3 separate regions of the Gossypium hirsutum genome follow, and all the other regions are linked to region 1. Evidence: chromatin contacts called from public Hi-C data. All regions are on one chromosome and are shown on one strand. The core of a region is the stretch at or near the end of the contact, and the rest is flanking DNA. Distances in the headings are between cores, read along the strand shown. Region 1 holds the start of LOC107914688 (mitochondrial import inner membrane translocase subunit PAM16 like 2). Region 2 holds the start of LOC107914684 (pirin-like protein). Region 3 holds the start of LOC107914687 (transcription factor bHLH128).

Region 1 (4,667 bases), core at 732-3,231:
TATACCATACAATTGCTCCATTTTTAAAAGCAAGCTCCTAATGTTCAAGCAAAGTTAACATTATGTACATGGAATAATAGTACTGCAGTAAAGAACTAACTTGAAAGTGCTTGACGGTATGCCTGAACAACGGCCCGAGCCAATATACCTGAGCCCATTACAATTAAGTTGGCAAGAATCTTCGCAGCCTACATTTAAAGATATACGGATAAGCAAAGAAGAATGATAATACAAAGGAAAAAAGCCTAAAAAGAAAATGTAAAGTTTTAACTATTTTACACTCACCCATTGCAACATTCTCTCTTCCCTGAATAGTTTTATCAAGCAAGAAGACAGTATTTCAAATTCCAGAATTCTTAAAATCAAGACACCAGACAACACTTAAATAGAACCAGAACACAGAGAAAGAACCACAAGACAGCTCAATAAAGCTTACTGCAAACTTCCTAAAACCTTGTTTAGAATTTAATTTTATCTGGAACTGATTCTTTCAATTGAAAGTTGCATGTCTGTGGTTCAATGTAAGATATTGTTACCTCTATTTTGTCCTTCGATCACTTTCAGGTTGAACACATTCGTGACTTGCATCACCTATAATTTAAGAAATATCACTGCTATAACTAGCAATGAACTTGTATGGCTTGATAGAATAATGATGCTACCCTAATCATTCCAACAACAACTCACTTTAATGCCCGATTTGGTGGTTTGGGAAAACTAAGCATTAAACCTATTTAAAACCTAATGTAACTAGACTCATTTGGGAATTGGGATCCATTTGGATTCTTAAAAATAAAATGAATATAGAGTCCAAAACTAAGGAAGCTGATGCCTATGACAAACTATAGCAAACAAAAACAGAGACACCCTATAACATCAAAATTAAGAAAAGAAAGATAGATAGAGACATTGAAGCAAGAAGTGACATACACAACAAGCAAAACCACTCAAGTTTTAGGTTTTAAGAGCACTAAAAACTAAGCTCCAACCTTAGTAGATCTAAGAGAGCAAAAGAAACACTTGTATTACAAAAGCTGTTTGGCCTCAGCTTGAAAAAACTTGAATTCAGCTTGACCAAATCTTGAGCTAGTGAAAGAGCTCAATTTGAGTATTTGACTCGAGTAGTTTAAGAGCTTAATCGAGCTTTTTCTTTTTAATTACTATTAAATGTTTCAATTCAAATCCAAACTTGAGTATAGAAACTGAGCTTATATTTTACTTTAATTGAGTAAGCTCATCCAGTTCGACTATTATCTCAAATTGCTTCAGCTATAAAAGCAAAATTCAATCAAACTCAAGTTGAGCGTTGAGCCTTGCATTTCAGATCGAGTTTCGAATGATTTGAGCTCGACTACACCCTGTAAACTGACCTACTCTTTCGGATTACATTACTCGCTTGCAAAATCAAAAACCGAAATTCAAATTGATACTAAAAGAGAGCAAAAAGTTGAACCAGATCATTTTAACTTGAAACAAGATTATGTCCAAGACAATAACATCCATAACTTCTGTAGCAGATTATCAGGAAATTACTAACCAAGTTATTGTTGCATCACGAATCTGAATTACCTAAAAGTTTACAAGCAAACTAAAAACATCCAAACAAACATTCAGAAAGAGCATTTTTAACATTCTGTTCCATTATAATTGTCTGTATTTAACAATAATTCATCGAAATGAAATACAAAAAGAGAAGAAAAATCATGCAACTGATTCATTAGATCAAATATTAGAGAAGGGTAATAGAGAAACGTACCATAATGGATCGAAATTCGAGCTAATCAATGATTTATATGAGAAAAAGGTTCTTTTTACCCCGAAGAAAAAGGGGAAAACAAAATTAATTTCTATCGGAAGAAAATTTAGAGAAAGGGATAAACGGAGAAGGAAAATTCGAGAAAGCGAAGCAGTCTTTTTCGGGGGTCTTTTTTAAGAAAGTTTATGCGACTCCCATACCTTCTACGGAACCTGGAATTGTTAGATTCTTTCCTTTTTTTTAATGATTATTTATGGAAGAAACCCAAGTTGTTTTTGGGCTAAATTGCATTATCGATGAGAGAAAGCCCAAATGTTTTGGATTTAGAATCCAACAATGAAAATTCTGCTAAACAATTTCAAAATGTTGTAGAAAGAAGGGTAGAGTACAAAAATAATCATTAACTATTTTAATTATTTAATTATTAATTTTTTAATTTAATCACTACAATTTTTGAAATTAAATATTTTATTCACTCCCCCTAAGTCGTAGTTAGATAAGTGATGGAGGAGTTGATGTGGGTTATTTTATTAGCTTAATAATAAATTTAACTCTATAATATTTACACATTTTTATCAATATATATATATAAAAAACTCAACAAATTTATTCAACAATATTTTAAAAAAAATCAATAAATTTAGCATTTTTACTCTCAACAACCACCTTCTTGCTCTTCTGGATTGTTATTGTGTAGCTGTCTTCACCACTAGGTACGAATATTACTCCGTAGCTCACTTCCCATAGCTTTCTCAAACTTAACTAATATATGTTAAAGTACTAATAAGTAATAAATGTAAGGATAATAATTCTGTCATAGGTTAGCACCCAAAAGGTCACGCTGAGAGTGTCGAAGATGGAAAGTGATGTCGGCTCGAGTATGCATTCTTTCACCTTGCAACACAAAGAAGTTGCCCATTTGACTATAAAGTGTAACCAGTAGAAAAGATTACAGCCTGCGTAACTGTGCAAAGTCTCCACGGATTTACTCGGCCCGTAATAGAGACGTTTTGATTTCCACTGCCGCTTTTTCAAACAAACTGAGATTGCAGCCATGGCCTGCATCTAAGGAATTAATTTAGTATTTGATGAAAAAAAATCATGATGTATAGAAGTATGATTTATGTTTACTCTTAACAGAGTTAAAAAGGATACCAAATTTTAAAATGAAGATGTAATTGTGATTAATAAATTTAACAAAATTAAAAATAAAATGTCAAAATTGAAGTTTATAATTTAATTTTAAAATGTTTTAAATCAAAATTGAGGGAAAAATGTAATTATATAGTGATTTGGTAATGAGTTTTTAATTATTATATTAAATAAAATAATATTTTTATATATCAAAGTTTTTTTAATGAAATTTTTTTAATAATTTGCTTTTCTGAATATTGAACTTAAAAGATAAATTTTGTAAACATTGGAGGTTAAATTTGTTGTTTTTTTTTAAGATTTAGGATCAAATTAATAGAATGTATAAACATTAAAGGGTTAAATTTGTTATTAAACCAATAAAAAAATTCATGCCAATTTTCTGTCAATCATCTAACGACAAATAGTGGGAGAGTGACTAAAATATTTAATTTCAAAAAATTTAGTGACGAACTCGAAAAAATTAATAGTTAAGTGACCAAAATAGAACAAAGTCAATAATTTAGATGCCATTTTTGTATTTTACCCAAGAAAGTAAAGAAACAAGAAATAGGAGGAGATTATGAGAGAAATAAGTACTTTATATTTACAATGCTTCCCCAAATTTTATATTTATACGCATAAGAAGTATAAATGGAATAAAATTTTACTCCTAATGGACATTAGAGTCCTAAAGTATATTAAATTTTTTATTCTAATGGATATCCACTTTATAATAATAAAATATTTATGACACTCTCCATTGGATGTCTATCGAAAGATAATATGTCTCATTAGAATCTTATTAAGATAAAAACCTTGTGGGAAAAAAAGTCTTAGTGAAGGAAAAAGAGAATACATATTTATAACACGCATAACATATTGTCTCATTAAAAACCTTATTCGAAAAATCTACTGGGGCAAAACCTCAATTAAGGGAAAAAGAGTATAATGTATTTACTCCCATTCATGATAACATCACATAATATCTTAGATTCTACGTATTTCATTCTTGAATACTAGTTTTTCAAATGATCACTTGAGCAGATTTGCTAAATGTTCATATCATAATTTTTCTAAAAGTACTCACGAGTAAAGAAGAATTTTGGGGAAACATATTTTGATCTCTTCAAGAGTTTCAACAATAATTATAGCAAATTTTAATCATGATCATTTTATAAAAAAAAATACATATGTTCAAAAAATTCTAGTTCATATAAAAATTTACTCAAATGTATTGAACAATTTCTTGGGACTTTTTATTTGCTTCTAGCATTCTAACTCTTTTAAGGATTTTAATATAAAAACTTCACTACATAATGATTCATATAAAAGGTTATAATAACAACAATTAGAAGCATATCAAATTCTCATGAATTGTCAGACTAATAAGATATTTAAAGGTTATTACATCCATCATAAAAAATATTATATTTTTTCATAATCAATGCCAGGACATAGTGAAAATTTTCATTTTGCTTATTTCTTTATAAAAAATCTACTCATTTGTACCCTATTGGCTTTGTACCTTTAGATGTTTGGACTACTGGTCCAAAAACGTCATGATTCGACAGTGCATTCTAGTTGAATTGTGCCTTTCCATTTTGGCCAATCTAATCTATGTCAATATTTCTCGACAAATTTATTTAAGGTCCTCCTTTTTCTTTCATTATTTGAAATAGTATTGCATGCAAAAGCATTGTCGACAATATTTTATTTTAGTTTCATATTTTCTCGACATAACTTATTGAGATCTCTTTATTTTCACTATTTCCATCTT
Region 2 (4,667 bases), core at 1,293-3,792, 250 kb after region 1:
TTTTTATTAAGTCCAACCCGAACCCAATCTATTTTAGCCCATGAACACATTTAGTCCAGTCACTAACTTTCAAATTTTAATTTAATAAAATCATGACCAAACAAAATCAATCACTCTCTTCCCCCTTCGGCCTCTTAGTGGATCTTGCAGTTGGATTGTAGGTGAAGAAAGGGTCATCTGTTGGTGCAATAGATATGATTAAGAATCCAATTCAACATATAAAAAAGTTTTTTAAAAGAAAAAAACCCTACCATAATATCCACCAACAGAGAAAAAAAAAACATAAGATATATACCAAAAGGGTTTTTAAAAAAAACATAATATATATTTTTAAAAAATACAAAATGGAAAAGATAATAAAAATCTAGTTGAAAAATATAATTAAACTAAAGATAAGATGACCCCATAAAATCAGCATGATGACTTTTAGTGATGAACTATATATGCACACACTTCTCCAGCTTGCACTTTGAACCTCTAGAAGCTTTTTTTTTTTTTTGCTCCAATGAATAGGAAATCTTTCCTTTTCAGCTCTCCTATCTCACCTCTCTCTATCATGGAGATAGTGAATGACATATATATATATATATGGGGTGCCCTTTTTTTATTCCTTGGGGATGCTGTCATTGTTGGTAAAGGGCTTTTCAAATCGTATCATCACTCAATGTGATCTCCAGTGCTTAGCCATTTCAAACCCATTTTTGCTGTAGTGATAGTCTTCAATGGTTTGATCAATCTCAGCTTGTGTGTTCATCACAAAAGGACCATACTGAACCACTGGTTCATTCAACGGTTGACCTGCAATGAGCACAAATCTCAATGGCTTTGATGATCTGTTCCACACACTTAGACCATTCCCTGGACCCAAAACTGCCATATGGTTAGGTGGTATGGGTGAATTGTTTTGGTACCCAAACACTCCTTCACCTTCAATTACGTATGCAAATGCATTCCATGATTCTGGGATGTGCTGGTGAACTTGTGTACTTGGCCTTAAACTGAAATCCAAGTACATCGCCGGGGTTCGGGTGTAGACAGGAGATTGGACTCCCATCGATTCCCCGGCGATCACTCGTACTTCTACACCTTCTTCTTCTGCACTTGGAATGTCCTTACTTAATAGCTCCTGATACCTTGGTTCAATCCTGGCAAGATTTTTTCAAAATATTCATGTTCAACATTCATGTTTGACGTATTTTCAAATATGAATAGAAATAGTATGGGATTTTGCTAAACAGGAAATATTGTAGAAGATGTGATGAATTTTCATGACTTTTGCAGATAAAAACAGGTAATTTGAAAACTTGTCCCTTTTCTTTTCCCGAAAAAGCAAACTTGTCATCTATCTCTTGAATTATTTTAAAAATCCATTGTTCAACAAACTACATAAATAGATAAAATACAAGTAATATTTGTATTAACTAAAAACATCATGTACCAGTCAAAGCAAGGAAGACAAATTACATATTAATTAGCTGAAAATATTTGAAAGAGATTCACTTTATTCATAAAAATGGTCTTCAAAATCAAATGGTAATTTGCTGGTTGAAAAAAAAGAGAGAGTAAATTTATAGATTGGCTCCCAAATGCGAAGGTCAAATCCGAATTAAAGTTTCTTACATTTTGTCTTGGGATGAGAGATTGATCCAAAGCTGCAAACCCTTGTGAACACCCTCTCCAGCAGGCATTTCAGAGTGGATTATTCCTCTTCCTGCTGTCATCCACTGCTTCATTCAACCAATAAATCAAAAACCCAGAAATTTGACCAGATCTGTCATTTGAATCATTCAAAGGAGAAAATAATTACCTGCACATCACCGGTATGAATTGTACCTTTATGCCCTGCAAAATCTTGATGAGTGATACCTCCCTGATATCCACAAAAAAACAGGGCCCCAAATGTCAGTTGTTTCTCAAGTATCAATTTGTGTGGTTTTTGTAGAAATTAATGAAACAAGAAATTTACCTGTAACATGTATGTAACTGTTTCAAACCCTGTAAAAAACCACAAACAACATTTACCTCACAAGAATATGATACAGATTTATGGTAAGAAATTTCAAAGAACCTCTGTGAGGATGATCAGGAAATCCAGCCGGAGGAGACACTGCAAACAATAAAAACAAAAATGGTCAATAAATTCAAAAAAGAGAACTTATATATATATATGTATTCTCATATCGGACACTAGTGAAGCTATACCTGTAAAATCATCCATCATGAGGAAAGGATCCAAAGTCTTCAATTCACTCCTGAAATCATATACAAAGAATCAAATTTGAAAAATAAGGATAAAAACCCAGAAAGGCAAAGAGAAAGAAAAAAAATCAAGAAACCTTCCAATGCATCTGCGGACAACAGCACCGTCACCCTCGCGTTGATGCTTGGGAAGAAACTTCTTAGTGACCAATCTTGGTCGAGCGAAAGAGGTTTCAGACATGATTGTTCTTTTTATTTTCTAAACAATGATTCTGCGGATGTCTGCAATGAATGAGTTGCTGTGTAAGCAATCAATCTCTCTGTTTATGTGTTTGAATGATGTTGGGGGGTTTATATATAAGTAGTGAAACTGGGAGATTGAGACCCAAAAAGAGGAGGGAAAGAGTTAAAAATGGGGTTGGTTGGAGGTTCTGACAGAAAGGGAGGCGTGGGGAAACATTTGCATTGGGACCCATTCATTCCATCCTTGGACCAATCATCATCATGATGTCAAGCTTTTGTCATCATCTTTCTGTCTAGATCTTTTTTATATATATGATTGAATTTGGATTAGTTTTATTACTGATTTACTCCACTAAAATAGTATCAATATACACAAAATAAATTAATTACTTGGATATCATTTCAATCCAATTTGAAAATTAGAAAACTTTTTAGATTTTACCATAAGATATAGAATTGGATGAAAATTGAATAAGATGATATAATTTAGGGGTTTTGATGGTATATTTGCCAAAAACACATAAGCCGAAAAAGGACTCATCCTTTTTCACTTTATAATAATAATAATTGAATGACATCTTTCATACCTATGCATTGCGCTGTATTTGTTTATAAAAAACAAAACCTTATCATTTTGACTTTTTTTTTTTCTTTCTTAAACACCTTCTTTTATCATTATTATTATAGCAGCCTTACATATAATATAGATTGGCCAACTGAGTCATCTTGTCATGTGCCATTTTATGCTTGGCTTGCTTCAATTGGATTTAAAGGAGTTAATTTATCGATTTAATTTAATTAAGTAATTTTATTTATTTAACTATTTATTAATTAAATGTTTTTAAATTTTGATGATGAATTGAATTTGAATACTAAGATTAAAATCTATAAAATAGAAGAAAATTAATTTTTTATTGAATAATAAAATTATCCCAAATAGATAATTATTTACAGATTAATATACCAAAAAAGACCCATTTTTTAAAAAAATTATAGAAATAGGCCACTTTTTTTGAAACTTACGGAAATAGGCCTATTATACAAAAACACGTCCAACTGGTGTCATTTTCAGGAGAAAATCAGAAAAGCGCATCCAGCTCAGCGCTTTTTTTCCCTGACCAATAAAACGTGGTCAGGTCAGCGCGCTAAAGGAAAACGCATCCAGGTCAACGTGTTTCCCTTCCCCCCCAACGGTCACTTCCAACGGCTATTTCAAATAGTCGTTGCCCCTCTTCCCCAAGGTAAAAAAAAAAACTATAATTCCCCCTACACACTTTCTTCTCATTCACATTTCTCACAGTTATCTCTTAAATCTCTCAAAAATCTCTCAAATTCTCTCTTAAATTTTTATCTAAATTTTATTTTTTATTTTTTTATTAATATTTTCAATAAATAATTTTTTTATTAAAAATTTGTTCGTGTTCAATATAATTTAGCAATGGCTAGGTCTTTAATCCGTCTTGATAACAAGCACATCTCCGTCAACCAATTGTAAATGGTAAGAATAAATTTTAATTTTTTATTTCATTGTTATATTTTAACTTAATTTTGTTATAATTTTTATGTAAATAGGCGGAAGATCGAAATTTACAATGTCATATTTGTAATCTACCCGGTCCTCCATCACCATTGATCGAAACATACTTGAGGTAAGCCGGTTTTTGGCACGTGACCCTTGTAGGCCGAGGGTGTAATTTGGACCTGAAACTCATAAGCGCGTTGGTGGAGAGGTAAAGACCTAAGACACACACATTCCATCTTCCATGCGGCGGGTGTACTGTCACCTTAGAGGACGTCTATTTACAGTTGGGGTTACCCGTAGACGGGTCGGTAATTACCAAGTCTATTTAATCTGGTGACTGGAGAGTCGTATGTTTAGATCTTTTGGGTGCAGTTCCAAAAACGATTTACAGAGGTCGGATCAAAATGGCTTGGATGCAAAAAACTTTCGCAGAGCTAGTTTAGGATTCGATTGAAGTCCAAAGAGAACAATACGCTCGAGCGTACATCTTTCAAATCATCGGGGGTATCCTAATGCTGGATAAGTCATGAAATCTTGTCCATCTAAAGTGGCTACCAAAACTAGTCGGTTTTAGAGAAGCGGGCGAACTCAGTTGGAGGTCCGCTGTGTTAGCGACATTGTACCGGGAGATGTGTCGGGTGACGCAACCAGTAAAAATCAAAATTGGTGGTTTCTTTTTACTACTACAATCATGGGTCCGGTT
Region 3 (4,667 bases), core at 914-3,413, 180 kb after region 1:
GTTAGGTTTAATTCAATGTATGATATGGTCCCCCTTTCCATTTGTTTTGGCTTCTTGGGAACACCATTTTTTCTATATAAGATTATGAATGCTCAATTATATGTGGGTAATTAGATTATATTTCTTTTAATTAAAGAAATGGATGATTTTCAACCAAAATTAAGTAGAGATACTAATTCATGAGTTTAGAGTGGAGAAGGAGCTCTAAAAGATTTTCTCTTTTAGGGAAAAATATTTTATCAATACTACTCTCTTTTTTAATTATTTAAAATGATGATACATGAATTAATATTGATTCTTTTATATACACTGATTAGAGGTGTTCATGGGCCGGGCCCAGAAAAATTGACTCGCATCTTAGGCTCGGGCCCGGCCCGGCCCGAAACATGGACTTAAAATTTTGTCCAGACCTGACCCGAAAAATTTTCTAAGCCCGAGCCCGGCCTATTTTTTAATAAATACAAAAAAATATTTTAAAAATAAAAATAAAAAAAGTATTTTAAAATTAAAAAATAAAAAATAAAAAATAAAAAAATATTTATTATATTCAGGTCGGTCCGGACCGAGCTCAGGCCAAAAAAGTGGTGCCCGAGGCCCGGCCCGTTTTCTAAACATGCCTCTTTTTTTCCCAAACTCATATTTCGAGCCTATATTTTTACCCGAACCCTCAAATATTTTGGGCGGGCCATCGGGCCTGGCCGGGCCGCTCGGCCCATGAGCACCTCTAACACTGATTCATGAATACTTGTTGATTTGACTGTTTTTAAATATATAAATGTATGTATATTTTAAAAATAAATAAATATTACCAAAAATATACACTACTATATATGGAAAGCCCTAAAGTCTTTCTTTCTAGACACCAGGCACTTTCTTCTTTTTTACATTCTTAATAAAAATGGTTAATTTTTAATTTTGGTCCCTCTTCTTTTTGACACTCTCTTTTTCATTTTTGACATTCTTAATTTTCAATTTTGGTTCCTTCTACTTTTTAATTATATAAAAATAGTCAAATTTCAGATATGGTCCCTATACTATGTTAAAATTTGAGATTCGATCTTTATATTTGAATTTTTTATATAATTTAGTGTCTCAACATTTATAATGTCATTAGTTAATCTAAATATTTTATTCTAATCAAAATGCTAACGTAAATTTAAAGAATCGTTAACATCGTTAAATTATTTGTTAAATTCAAGTCCATTTTTTGTGACATGATTATCGAGTTCTAAGTTTATAATGTCACGCCAACAAATTTAACAGAAGAATATTAATGGTGTTGATAATTGAATCTGAATTTTATGTTTGAAAAATAAAGGAACTAAATTCTTTAAAAAATAGATATTAAATTTCAAATATACAAAGAGTATAGAAACTTAGAGAATGTTGTAACCTTTAAATTTTAACTAACTAGTTCAAAATCAATGAACCCAATGCGGAGCATGAGTTGGAAACCATACTAGTTATTATTAACATGTAAAGTTTATTTTATATGCAAATGATATTTGTTGTGAAAAATGAATTAACAATTAGAATATACATCTAAATATTACTTTTTTGCCCATTAAATTTATTTACTTTGTAAGACTAATGAAATTTTCTACATAAAATGGATTCTATTTTCATTTATAAAGTTGAAAATTGATAGCTCCTTTATTAATTTGTTAGAATGCGGTCTTTATGAAAACTTTTAAACAAGAGCGAATAGCAAAATTAGCAGGTGCCGAGATTTAATTATAATTTTTTTATAGACTAAAATATAAGTTTATATGTATCAATTTTTAATTTCTTTACTGATAAGGGGATTACATTGAAAATCTTTTTATTGTTGTTGTTATTTTTGGGTTACCTACCCCTTAGATTTGCCTCGCCAACTTAAAAATCAGTAGTTGAACAATTTATATATACAAAATTAGTAAAGACCAATAATTTAAGAATTTATGGACAACAAATTAGCAAAAGTGGAGGGATTAAATTGGTGAGATTAGATTAAGTTATTAATTGTTATAAATTACGAGAAATTAAAGTAAATAAAAATTGGATGTAGTTATAATATAAAATAATAAAATAATTTTATTAGAGTGAGACTCCAATCAAAATTTGGCAATAAAATTATTTAATGTCATTAATAATAAAATCAACAATAGTCCAACTCGGCAAGAGAACAAAAAAAGAAAATCAAAGAGCACGTGAATTATGCCAACTCAGATAAGAACTAAAAAACAATTTAGTTGTGGTGACGTAACAAAAATCACCACCGTGTGATGGAAGCAAAACCTCCATACGACATTTCCCCATCAAGCATCCAAACCATCCCTCCATTTTTATGTACTCCTTTGAGCTTTGAAAAAAAGAAGATTTCTCCTTTAACTTATATAATTTCCCTTCCTAGTTCTTCCATTTCTCCACGCTACCAAAGCCATGTATCCATCATCTTCGTCTCAAAAGCCCATGGGTCAATCCGGCCTCACCCGTTACGGTTCTGCTCCCGGCTCCTTTCTGGCCAACGCCGTTGATTCCGTCATCGGAGCGGACCCTAACCTCGTCGGCCACTACTTCTCCGCCGCTGACTCCTCCTCTTTAACATCAGAGTCAACTTGTAAAGTCAGCTCATCCAACGATCCGCGAGAGCCTAAATCAGCTGCTGCTGCTGCTCCTGCTCCTCCTCATCCTCCTCCGCATCATCCCCATGGATCTTACCCTGCACCTTCTTCTTCCTCTCTGCTCAGACAACGCAGCTCCCCCGCCGGTTTCCTTAGTCACCTCACATCGGAAAACGGTAACGCCTCCTCCCTTTTTTTCCCTTTGAAAGCGACCGTTTTGTCCTTGTTTATCTGATTAATCATTATCTACTTAGGGGTATTTTTGACTTTTATGACTTCCTTTCCTTTTGATTGGTGGCTTTCCTTGGCCTGAATAATTCACCGGCATTATTATGCTAAGCGTTGACGAAATGTTTAAGTTGACCCGAATGTCACTTTCTATTCAATTTAATTACGAAAATTAGAGTAATAATGAATCTCACCTTTAAAGAAAAGATTGCTTTAATTTGATTTGGTGTCTTATGTAACTCATGATTTACCGTTGCAAATTTATTTTTATTAATCCTAATCTAGTTTACTTTGTTGTCTTTAATAATTATTAATCTCCAAAATGTTATATTTCAACGTCCATTTTCAATTTTGATTAAACGTTTTAGTTCTTGAATGAAGCAAAGCAAAACTGGGTTATTTCCATTTTTTTTAAAAATTACTAGCTTGTCAAAGTGCGTTTTTAATACTGAATTTGAATTTCCGGCTTTCAATTTTAATTTTATAAAATAGGGTTTGTTTTATGATTTTTTTTCACTCATAAAGTTTTAATATTTTCTTCATGAATATTTTTACGAAAAAAATAAATTTTCAAACAAATAAAAAGTAATCAAGAAATTTTATATGGTATTTTTAAAAAATAATTTTGTAATTTTAAATATAAAATATTTATTTTTACATCATAAGAAAAAAATTAATTAATTATAAATTAAATAAAAATAGAATTTGATTTGGTTTGATCCAATTAATCGGTTTGGGTTGATTTTTGTTTTTTCGATAATTTTTTCTCAACCTTAAACAGAACTTATCAAGTATCTTTAAATTACATTAAAAATACACATTAGCTTCTTAAACTTTGCTGATAATTATTTTTTAAATAGATGAATTAATATTTGATACTACTAATAAATTTTTTTAACTTTTTTAGTAAGTTTTAAATAACTTTTATGCACAACTAAAAAGTTGAAATGATATAAAATTATACTATTCTTTTTGATCTATCTTTAGACTGTATAGTTAAAAAGCTAAATGTTGCAAAAGACAAAGGCACTTTGAAGCAAAGAAGTGTATTTCAACATGGGGTGTTGTAGTTTACGCTTTTAATCCTTCAAAAATTCATAATTTGTTTCATTTAATATATTAGAAATGATAGATAAAATTGTCAATTACTGTATTGAATGTGATATTTATTAATCTGTATATATCTGGCACACAGATCTAGTCAAAAAACATAGAAATAAATAATCCAAAAGCTTTGATAGTGTGTTTGTGTGTTGCTTGAATGAATACAAGAAGGTGGGTAAAGAGCAAAAGAGAATGAAAATAAAAGAAAGAATGAAATTAATGGTTGGTTAGGGAAAGTTATAGATAGCCAATCAATGCAACCCACCATGGTTTTTTGCCGGCCGGTGAGATCTTACAGGGCATCAATCACGTGCCACACATGTCCCCACCAATTTCTTAGGAATCCAAACATTATGCTTTTATTTTACTTTATGGAAATCGATATAGACGCATAAAATATATATAGTATATTATGCCTTTTATGGGGGGTGAATATTTTATGATGTGCAAGTTGGACAAGTTGAAATAAAGTAAAGATAGATGAGCTTTGTAGCTCGATCTGACATTACTTCAGTGGGGGTGAGAGGGACTTGAAGCTTAGAGTTGTTCATATCGTCTAAATGCCCATTTGCACGAGGATGAGAGGGATCCCACTATACTATAGTGTTTAATGTACCCTTTTTACTCATGTTTAGATTTGAAATATAAATATTAGATATAAGTTTGTGTTCTATACGATAGATTTATTTTTTTATTTTTTAAAATTTTTATGTTTTTGAATGTTTATATCCT

The links. A called contact is a pair of places that touch in the nucleus more often than the background predicts.
Region 2: a Hi-C map of leaf shows a contact between it and region 1, with 1.6 times the contacts expected there. The contact joins the promoter of LOC107914684 here to the promoter of LOC107914688 in region 1. A contact is called at or near these places in 4 of 34 Hi-C or Micro-C datasets (callus and leaf).
Region 3: a contact with region 1 is called in a Hi-C map of leaf, with 4 times the contacts expected there. The contact joins the promoter of LOC107914687 here to the promoter of LOC107914688 in region 1. A contact is called at or near these places in 15 of 34 Hi-C or Micro-C datasets (anther, callus, cotyledon and 3 more).

What each region holds. Positions count from the first base shown.
Region 1 is chrD10:24,255,829-24,260,495 of Gossypium_hirsutum_v2.1, reverse strand. It overlaps LOC107914688 (mitochondrial import inner membrane translocase subunit PAM16 like 2), which reads right to left and starts at 1,981. Exons shown (of 4, transcript XM_016843685.2): 1 at 1,757-1,981; 2 at 101-188. The coding sequence starts at 1,759.
Region 2 is chrD10:24,005,020-24,009,686 of Gossypium_hirsutum_v2.1, reverse strand. LOC107914684 (pirin-like protein) reads right to left here and starts at 2,542. Exons shown (of 7, transcript XM_016843679.2): 1 at 2,337-2,542; 2 at 2,203-2,252; 3 at 2,069-2,107; 4 at 1,967-1,995; 5 at 1,808-1,870; 6 at 1,621-1,724; 7 at 163-1,145. The coding sequence starts at 2,440. The coding sequence ends at 662.
Region 3 is chrD10:24,072,034-24,076,700 of Gossypium_hirsutum_v2.1, reverse strand. It overlaps LOC107914687 (transcription factor bHLH128), which reads left to right and starts at 2,163. Exons shown (of 6, transcript XM_016843682.2): 1 at 2,163-2,779. The coding sequence starts at 2,422.